Regions from separate parts of the Neogale vison genome. Here region 1 is linked to region 2. The links are chromatin contacts, called in public Hi-C maps. All regions are on one chromosome and are shown on one strand. Each heading gives the region's core, a stretch centred on a gene start, on an enhancer-like site or on the middle of the called end of the contact. The rest is flanking DNA. Distances are from core to core; before and after follow the strand shown.

The links. A called contact is a pair of places that touch in the nucleus more often than the background predicts.
Region 1: a contact with region 2 is called in a Hi-C map of tongue, with 5 times the contacts expected there. The contact joins the enhancer-like site here to the promoter of NR4A3 in region 2. A contact is called at or near these places in 2 of 3 Hi-C or Micro-C datasets (muscle and tongue).

Annotation. Positions count from the first base shown.
Region 1 is chr9:31,609,420-31,614,262 of ASM_NN_V1, forward strand. No RefSeq gene overlaps it. Among named protein-coding and RNA genes, the nearest start is that of SEC61B, 110 kb to the right of the region's middle. Within about 2 kb of position 2,337, the one cell type or tissue checked has open chromatin away from gene starts, as enhancers often do.
Region 2 is chr9:31,182,447-31,186,919 of ASM_NN_V1, forward strand. It overlaps NR4A3 (nuclear receptor subfamily 4 group A member 3), which reads right to left and starts at 3,020. Exons shown (of 7, transcript XM_044265264.1): 1 at 2,923-3,020; 2 at 1-612. The coding sequence starts at 610.

The DNA of each region.
Region 1 (4,843 bases), core at 1,087-3,586, 430 kb after region 2:
CAGAAAGGGAGCTCTCTCCTGCTTCTTCTCAGAAGGGCCCTGGTCCCAGCTTATGGGCTCTACCCTCATGATCTCATTACTCCCCAAAGGCTCCAAATACAAACACATTAGGGGTTAGGGTTTCAACATTTGAATTGGGTGTGGTGTGGGGGACGCCAACATTCTGTCCACAGCAGAAGCAGAGAGCCCTGCAGTTCTGGGCAATGAAACCAGAATCCGCAGGAGGCAATGGGGGTAAAGCCTGAACAAGGCCATCCAGACCCTGCCCTAAGAGAGTCATAGTCCGATGTGGGGAGACCAATGGTGAATCCGGCAAATCCAACATACACAGGGATAAGCATTTAGAGAGAGGGACATAAAGTCTCTGTTAGAGAACACGGGAGGGTATCTCACCTAGACGGACAGGCTACTGGGCCTCCTGATTCATTTTCCACTTAAATATAAAAAGGTGACTTGGGATTTGGAGTAGGATGAAAAAGGAGGTGATGATTGTGGGAAGAGAGATCCTGGAAGGCTTCTCAGAAGAGATAGATGGTCTTCTGGAGCTGGGGACTCAAAGGGTGGCTAGACAGGCACAGATTTGGAAATGCGTGTCAGCCTGAGAAACCAGGCTGTCCCTGACAGAGACACGAATGGGGACTAGGCCCATTGGACAGAGCTCATCTCCAGGGCCTGTGGATCGAATGCATAGTATAGAGCAGCAAGAAACATAGCTGGAAAAGCAGATGAGAGGCACATCAGAGCCTTTCGAGGTTTGAACTTTGTACTGAAGTTCACGAGGAGCCATTGCCAGCATTTTGAGACACCACTAGGCCTGTGTTTTGGGGATGGTCTCCAGGGCGGTCAGGATGATGTAGGGGGAAGCTGACAGGATGGGACCAGTCCCTAGTAGTGGTGTAGGTGTGCAGTGATGAGGGCATCCGTCCTGGGGCAAGAGCTAAATCAGTGGGGTAGTCACCCCGGCCTGGCAGAACATGGGGGGCACACTTGGACAGCCAGCCCTGAACATGCCTGAGAAGAAATTGATGATCCCCCCCCCAGAAGAACCAGGGCCACCTCAGGTCCAAGAAGCAAGTTCAAGTTTCGAGATGAAAATCTTCCAGAGTGCTAGAGAGGGGCAGATGGAGGGCCCCAGGGGGAGCGAGGGGCCAGAGCAGGGACGAAGCCAGGGCTGCGAGGACTGTGGCTGGAAATGGGCCTCAGACTTCTGACTGAACACTGGTGTGTTTATACATGCGTGTGTGTGTGTGTGTGTGTGTTGGGCTGTCTGTGTGTACCTGTGATCCATGCAGAGACGAGCTGAGCAGGGAGGAGGCATGGCCTGGGTTAAAGGATGACAGACCAGGAGGACAACAAGGGGTCCTGCGGGGTGGGATGGGAGATGTGCCCCAGGTCTTAGCACCCACGCGGGCTGTCAACCCTTGACCACCTGTGTCAAAAGAATGGAGAGCAGCGAGCTTCTGACAGAAGAGCTCTATCCCCTTGGTCAAGATTCAGACCAGGGAAGCAGCCCCCTCTGTCACCCCCAGCTGTCGGGCTCGGCCACCGAGCCACCAGGCCCCACACACCTACGAAGTGATGCCGGAGACATAGAGCTACAACCCAAAGCTTTTTTCTTTTAAGATTTTATTTGTTTATTTGACAGACAGAGATCACAAGTAGACAGAGAGGCAGGAAGAGAGAGAGAGAGAGAGAGGGAAGCAGGCTCCCTGCCGAGCAGAGAGCCCGATGCGGGACTCGATCCCAGGACCCTGAGACCATGACCTGAGCCGAAGGCAGAGGCCCAACCCACTGAGCCACCCAGGCGCCCCAAAGCTTTTTTCTTAAAGACTGGAATCAGAGTCTTTTCTGGCACTTTCCACAGGTTTCCAGGGGGGTTGTCCCCTGCGCTCAGGTCTGTGGAAACTGGTCCATCCACAGTCTGGTCGTCCCAGGGGGCTCCTTTGCAAACTTCCTGTAGGTTCCAGGAGTGGGCAGCCTGCTGGACAGTGAACGCACTGCCTGGTGAAACTCCAGATGAGAGCGAGTGCCCTTCCCAAGACAATCTCCCCAGATCCTTTTCAGCGCTGTGAGTCCTTCCTTCCTTCCTTCCTTCCCTCCCCGGCTTGGCCCGAGTTTTCTGCCCAGCGGAGTCCTGTGAGAACATTTCGGCGCACTGGGCCCATCCTGCTCCCGACGGGGAGATGCCGGCTGGCTGACCCCTCACTGTGGTGGGTACTGTACCCACAGCCCAGGGGATGTCTGCCCACCCTCCCTCCTCTCCCGCTGCTGACGCACGCGTCCTATAATAAGCCTCTGTTACTTGGAGCTGGGGCGGCTCCATAGTAAGCCGAAACCGCTACTATATTTACACCCTTTCCACATTTAGACAAAGGCTATTTTTAACAGAAGGTCTATTTGTGGGGGCTGCCCGCGTCACACTCTGTTCACATGCATCTCACCATCCTGGGTCTATTATTTTGATTTCACACTTGTACCAGGTTTCTTTCCTTGCCTCCTTCCCTCCATCGTTTTGCTTTCACTTCTTCTCTCTTTCTCCTTCCTCTGTCCAATTTCCTTCCTTTCTTTCCCCCAGAGGAAATCAGAACAAGAGGTCTCTGGCAGGCTGTGTCTCCAGAGTGTCTCTGGGGATACCCAGGGTCCCATCCTCATGGACCAGAGTGGTCAGTGGGGCCGAGTGCTGGGCCTGTGAATTTTTTTCGGTGCTTGCTGGTGGCGTACAAGCGCAGACCCCAGTCCCGGGGGCTTCATCGTGCATGCCTTCCAGATGCTCTGTGGCATTCCAGTTCCGTGCGCACAGTGTGTGTGTGTGTGTGTGTGTGTGTGTGTGTGTGTGTGTGTTTGGGGGGAGGGAGCCAGCAAGGTCAGAAGAAAATAAGCCAAGATTTCATCATTCATGCAGAACATTGTTTCAGCTTACAAGTTAATTTTATCAGATTTTTCTAAGAAGACAGAATTTTTGTTTATTTTGATGAAAGAGGATTTCATACTTTCTAGATGCATGATCCACTTGTGGGAAGAGGGGGACGGAATCAATGGAATTAACACTTACTAAGTGCTTCCTGCGGTCCCCCTCCTCCCACCGCCCCCCACCCCCCCATCCCCACCCCTCAGGCCCTGACAATGTCAGAGGCTGGTCCTGCCTGCATCCAGGTTCCAGGTGAGGAGCCTGGAGCCCAGAAAGATCTGGCAACTGAATTCAATTCGCTGGGAAGTGGCTGAGCTGGGATGTAAATCTGCATGTCTAGCCACAGACTGCCTGCTGGACGCGAATCTCACCCCTGCCGCTTCCTTCTCCCCTCTATAAAATAAATAAATAAAATAAAGAGTCTTCATTAAAGCTGTTCTTATTACTTTCTGCTTCTGGTTCTGCTCCCCTGCTCACCCTCTCCCTTGGCTAGAAGAGGCCTTTCCCACCTCAGAACCCTCCTTCTTTGATCGTTGAGTAATGGGAAATATAAACACATTGGAAACTACATAGACCCTGGCCCGTGGGCCCTTGGAAAGCCTTTGTGGATCCTCAAGGATCCCGGAGAAACCCCATGTTGTCAAATCTTATTTTCTTCCTCCAACAATCCATATGGATTATGGCTTCGGGGTGAAATAGTTTTTATTGTCTTTCTAAGAGCAAAGACTATTGAGATTTGAATTCACATCAGACGGTAGGGGAACAGAATTCAGAGCCAATTGTAGGACACCCGCCCTCCTTAGTCCAGCGTCCCTGGTGTCAGAAAACTCCCGGAAACCAAATGCTCCCTGGGTCTCTCCCCATCGTCAAGACTTTAAAATTGCTTACTCTGGCTCAGGCATTTCCTGGAGACTCTGATAAGAGATTATTATCTACGTGGTGTCCTACACTCAGGAGACCCAAGCCCAGAAGCATAGCCGCTGTAACATTAGGGCAAGTCACGTTGCTTATATTTAATTTGATTTCTTCTGCCTCCAAATGGAGATAGGAACACCACCTTACCTACTCACCCTTTTCACAATTTGCAGAGAAGTTTGAGTAAGAGTCTTTATGTGAGTGCGCTGCTTCGAAAGCCGGCAAATGCTCCAAGACCAGGCGTTGCTAATGCTGATGTTTTTAACTTTAGTAGAGATGTGAAAAAGGGCTCAGCAAAGCCAAGTGACATGTTCAAGGTCACACAGCAACTAAGTGGTTGAAATTGGGAGCGTAAAGTCCTGTTTCTCCCTGCAGAAGGCTGAAAAAAAAAATTGCAGCCTTGTGAAAGGCTCAAGTGCTGAGCTCAACCGGTGCTGGGCCAAGTTCAGCCCAGAAATGGGGACACTGATCTGGGATGGGTCCCATCGCTCTCCCCAGCTGACCCTCCCTGTGAACCTTTGTGCCAGCAGCTTCTCAGGCTTCTCAGCAGTGTGAGTGTCCTGCCTCAGCCAGTGCCGAAATCCCAGAGCAGCGACAGAGAAGCCAGTGTCATGGGGCTTCTGGTTTCAGGATATGCTGGAAAGGCGAGAAGGAAGCTTGTCTTCCCCTGGATCAGGGCCAGGGCCGGGTGGCAGGGCCTCCCCCGCCAGGAGCTGGGACGTTCCCCAGGTGCCCGGGCATCCCCAGGTCAGTAGAGCCGCCAGCACTTCACCAAAGCATTAGCTTGGGTCAGAGCATAAATCATCCAGCCCTTTGCACAGACCAGATGTCTTGTCAGCTTGCACAAACCCTGCCCCGAATCTGCGACCTGACAAGGGGCCTTGTGTTCACCCAACTTAAGGAAGGGTTTGCGGGAAAGGAATTAAAATCCCCTATAGCGGCCTCTTGGTGGACTTGAGGTTAAGACACCTTCACGGGGCCATACCTCTTCACCTTGCCTCCGTGACTCTGACCTTCTAG
Region 2 (4,473 bases), core at 1,770-4,269:
GCGAGGGCTTGAAGTGGAAGAGCGGGAAGCGCGCGCCGGGCACGGTGGGCACGGCCTTCATCGGCGGGTCGAGCAGCGGGCCCGGAGCGATGCAACCCTGCGCCGAGGGCAGCGCGTCGTCCCACAGCGCCCCCGCCTGCGGGGGGAAGCCCGGCGTGGTGGGCGTAGATGGCGGGGACTGCTTGAAGTACATGGAGGTGCTGGGTAGCACCTCGTCCTCCGGGCCGGATGGGGGCGGAATGGATGGCTGCTGCTGGGGCTGCTGTTGCTGCTGCTGCTGGTGGTGGTGGTGATGGTGGTGATGATGGTGATGGTGGTAGTCGTGCGCGCGGCCCTCCTCCATCTTGATCAGGGGCCGTGGCCCTGATGGCTGCATTTGGTACAGGCAAGAGGGCTTGAGTTCGTAGTTGCTCGAGTAGCCTTCCATGAAGGTACTGAAGCTGGGCAGGGACGTGGTGGCTGTGGCCGTGATCTCAGTGCTGCCAAGGTCCATGGTCAGTTTGGCATAGTCGGGGTTCATAATCTCCGTGGTGTATTCCGAGCCGTAGGTCTGCACTGCATAACTGGAACCTGGAGGCGAAGGGCTATACTGGGCTTGCACGCAGGGCATATCTGCAGGACAGGGAAAAGGGTCTGTCAGAAGCAAGTCAGCACTCTCTCTTGGCTGACAGGTACCACTGGGTTCATTGCTCTCTCATCTGGGAAATGGGAGGGGAAGTGCCATCCTTTCCTCCTTCCAATAGAGTAGATTTAAAGCTTCATGCTTACTTTCTTCCTTGGAGAAAGCGGAATTCCTGACAGACTGTCTAAGGGGCCACAGGATGCCAAAACCAGGCCTCCTGGGGACCTCTGCCCACCTTCTCTCTCTTGCCCTTGTTCTCCACCAGATCTGGGAAATTTGACTCCTTCTTTCATAAGCCCAGTCATGTTTTGATGAAGGGGTTTTGAATCCTATAAACTAAATGGGGGTGGTCTTGGCCACAAGTTGGGAGGACAAAAAGAAAGCCAGTGAATGCTCTGTTGGTTTATTTTTGGGGAAAGAGGCCACTAGTCCCCAAAATCACATGCATTGATTTAGAAATCTGAGTTACTTAAAAAAAAAAAAAAGTGTCCTTTGCAAGACTTACTGGCCAAGGAAGACTGACATTCTAACATTTTATGAGTGCCAACTGAGCCTACCCACACATGTTGTGGTCGCTTTCTCCCACCCCCTCCCCATTTCTCCAAACACAGCTAACAGCCTACACAAAGTGGACCCCTAGTGATGACTTCAGCCAGTTAGGTGGAGAGGTGGGAACACAGGCCCAGGAAATGGACTCGGGGGAGTTTATGCCATCTGCAAAGAAAAAGATCAGCAGCTGCAACAAAACACCCACCAAACATGCTCTCTGCCGTATACAGTATATATATATATATATACACTTATATATGTATATATATACATATATATATGTGTGTATATATATACATATATAAGTGTATATATATCCCCCAATTCTGACTAATAAAATATATCAGTGGCTGTTTTAAGACAACAGTCTACAGCTACTATAAGAGGTGAGTTAGCTTACAAATTTTCTTATGACAGAAGAATTAGTACCTCTGCAAAAGAAAGCAGTTCCTTAGTAGGTTCAATTTCTCTGCCAGTTGACTATGTTGAGCCCCTGAAGTGACTAGTATCCAGGATGCTTATTATTGTTCAGGGAGGTTGAGCTGGATGAGAAGGCCTTGGAAATTACTGGATCTAGTGGCTGATTTTTTAAAAATCTTATTATTTCTCTTTCTCTATAGCTAATTAGAAATGGTAAAATGGGCAGTTTCTGGTGGTTGGTTTTTCTGAACCAAAGGGAAAGCAGGTGCTTCACCTCTGTTTGGAGTCTATGGTCTAGAAGTTGTGACTAATAAAAAAAAAGCGAGTACTTCATATTTCCTTTGACATCTTTCTCTTACCCACGTTTCCAAATCTGATTGAGTCATGCGTGTATGGGATGAAATCTTGACTTGAAAAAAGGTGATGAGGGCCTGTGGGAAGAAGCGGTGATAAGGAGAGGCCAGTTCAAGCCTTCATTTTCCAAGAAGGGCCTTAAAAACACTCACTAGTTTGAAGTTCAAGGATTACTTATCCTGCTGTCTTGTTAGGGTGAAATGAAAGGTTAATGATTTAAAAGAAAGAACACTGCCCAATGTTCCATCTATTCTTCCTTCAGCACTTCTAGGATTTCTCCATTAATCTTCTGTCATCTTCCCTTGCCAGTCCCTATGCATTGCTCTTCTTTGTGTCTTTCTGGGGTTTCCAGCTAGAATATGAGTTTGCTTGCTCCTAAATTCTATTGATCTGCATACCTTTGGTGATTACACAGTCCAGGCACCTGATATCTCTTTAACAAAGGCATAAAGAGGTGTTAAAAGTCAAACCTGCAATCCTTTCTTTTGCCCAATTAGAATTTACTCCTTGGTTTTCAGCTCAAATGCTTTTTCTCTTTTCCTCTGCGCTTTAATAATCCAAACTTCTGCATCAAATGATTTGGGTTCTGTACAAACATAAATGCTCTGTACTGCTCAAAGAGAGTCCATAACTTTTACATGCATAAACTGGATATAAAAGGAGAGCAAAAATGGAGACATTAAAATGTATAATAAGATCCTAATCTATTGGCGTATCTTTTTTTTTTAAGGAAAAATATTTTTGAGAAATGCAACGCTTAATTAAATCTGGCTGCTCTACTAGGTAGCAACAGGGTGTGGTATCCAGAGGAGCTTCGTGCAAGGAGGCCACCTGTTCTGTGAAATGCATGGTCAACAGTCACTGCCCTGGTGCTGGGCAAGTGGAACAGCCCGCCTGTTGGGTGTGTGCATCACCCCCCTCCCCGCCCCCACCTCTCCCAGCCTGAGAGGAATAAGGCGTCATGCCTTTAGACCTACCTGGAGGATATCTTGCGCGCTGAATGGTGGGGCTGTGGGTCTCTCCAGCGGAGGCTGAGAGGGTGGGAGGCGGGGACGTCCGGCGAGGCGAAGCGGTGACTGTGCTACCCGGCTCCGCTGAGGGTCCAGGCTCAGGACGGGGGCTTGCCGGACTGCGCTCTTCCGCAGGAGGCTCTGCGGGCACCGGGAGAGACAGAGCTTAAAGTGAGACCAGGCTGGTCGTCGTGGCCGGGGCTGGGCGTATTGGGAGAGGATGGTTTGGTGGTGGTGGTGGGGGGTGGAGGGTCACTATGAATGCTACGTTAATTACAAAGAATTGTAAGGGCAAAGAAGCAGTGATTAAGGTGAATGGGGTTCCTGGGCAAGAAGCATCACACCTCCTTGGGGGGGGGCGCAGAAAGGTTGTCAGGCACCCACTGCGCTCACCGCCGTTTTGTGGCACCCAAATCTAGGCTAAAAATACGTGCATTCTGTCATCGCCCAGGAATTGATCTCTCTTGTCCCCACAATTGGTTCTGAGCTCGCCAAGTCAGGAAAACCGAAGAAAGAGCACCTGAGGAAGAGTTTCGACCGAATTCGAGGAGTCAGTGAGTGTTCACGAGCGGAAAATAGTCATTTTCCAACTCCACTGCACCCCCCACCCCGCCCTCCTCAAATACAGAATTTACACGTTGCATAGGAAATGCACAAGGTCCGGAACGAATGCGTGAATGCCCCGGGGAATTAAGAAAGTCTGCGCTTTTCATTCTAAATGCTAATGGAGCTTAGCTTCTATTAGCCGCGAGTTTTGGGGGCCAGGGGTCAAGCAAACAAAAGGACACAGTGGAAACAGCCCGGCGCTGGAAACAAGGGGACCAGGCAGTTGGAGTTCCAGGCTGGTAGGGTGGGAGGAGGCAGGCCCCCTGCACCCAGCAGGAGGTATCCCTGAGGGTGGGCGACTTCGAGGCTCGGGGCCATCCGGCGGCCCCGAGGGGGCACATTCCGGAGGGCGCTGAGCGCGGCTCCGGGGCGAGCGTCTCTGCGCACAGCCTCAGTGAAACTTTGTAGCTGGAATCGCAGGTCCGCGGGCCTTGGGGGAAAGGTCCACTGCCCCAAACTCTGGTCTACAGCGCCCCCTTCGCCTGGACCCGTTCATATCTCGAGGGTTGGGAAGGTGAAACTGGAAAAAAAAAAAAAACAAACACAACCCCAAAAAACCTCGGGAGTGCGCGGGCCGAGAGGGGCGTGTTAAGTTTTGTCCCCCGCTAACCCCTGCGCCAGCGGCTTGCCTGAAGGAAGAGGGAGAGGGGGTATCGGAACCCCCAGGTCCGGTAAGCCCTCGAAAGCCAGGAAACGGGGGATTCCCTTGCCACCCCGCCCCAGCCCTGTCCCAGCCGATCGTACGGAAATCTTGCGCTCGCTCTATCTAGCGCAGGCACGGGCGGATCTTCCCACGGCTGTAACAGGAGCTTCCCGTCCACCCAGAATTTGCAATACGGGTCTCCAGCAACCTGCCACCACCTCCTGCAGTAGGTGCCCTCATTCCTGCCCTCCCCTGGGTCCTTTCGAGCG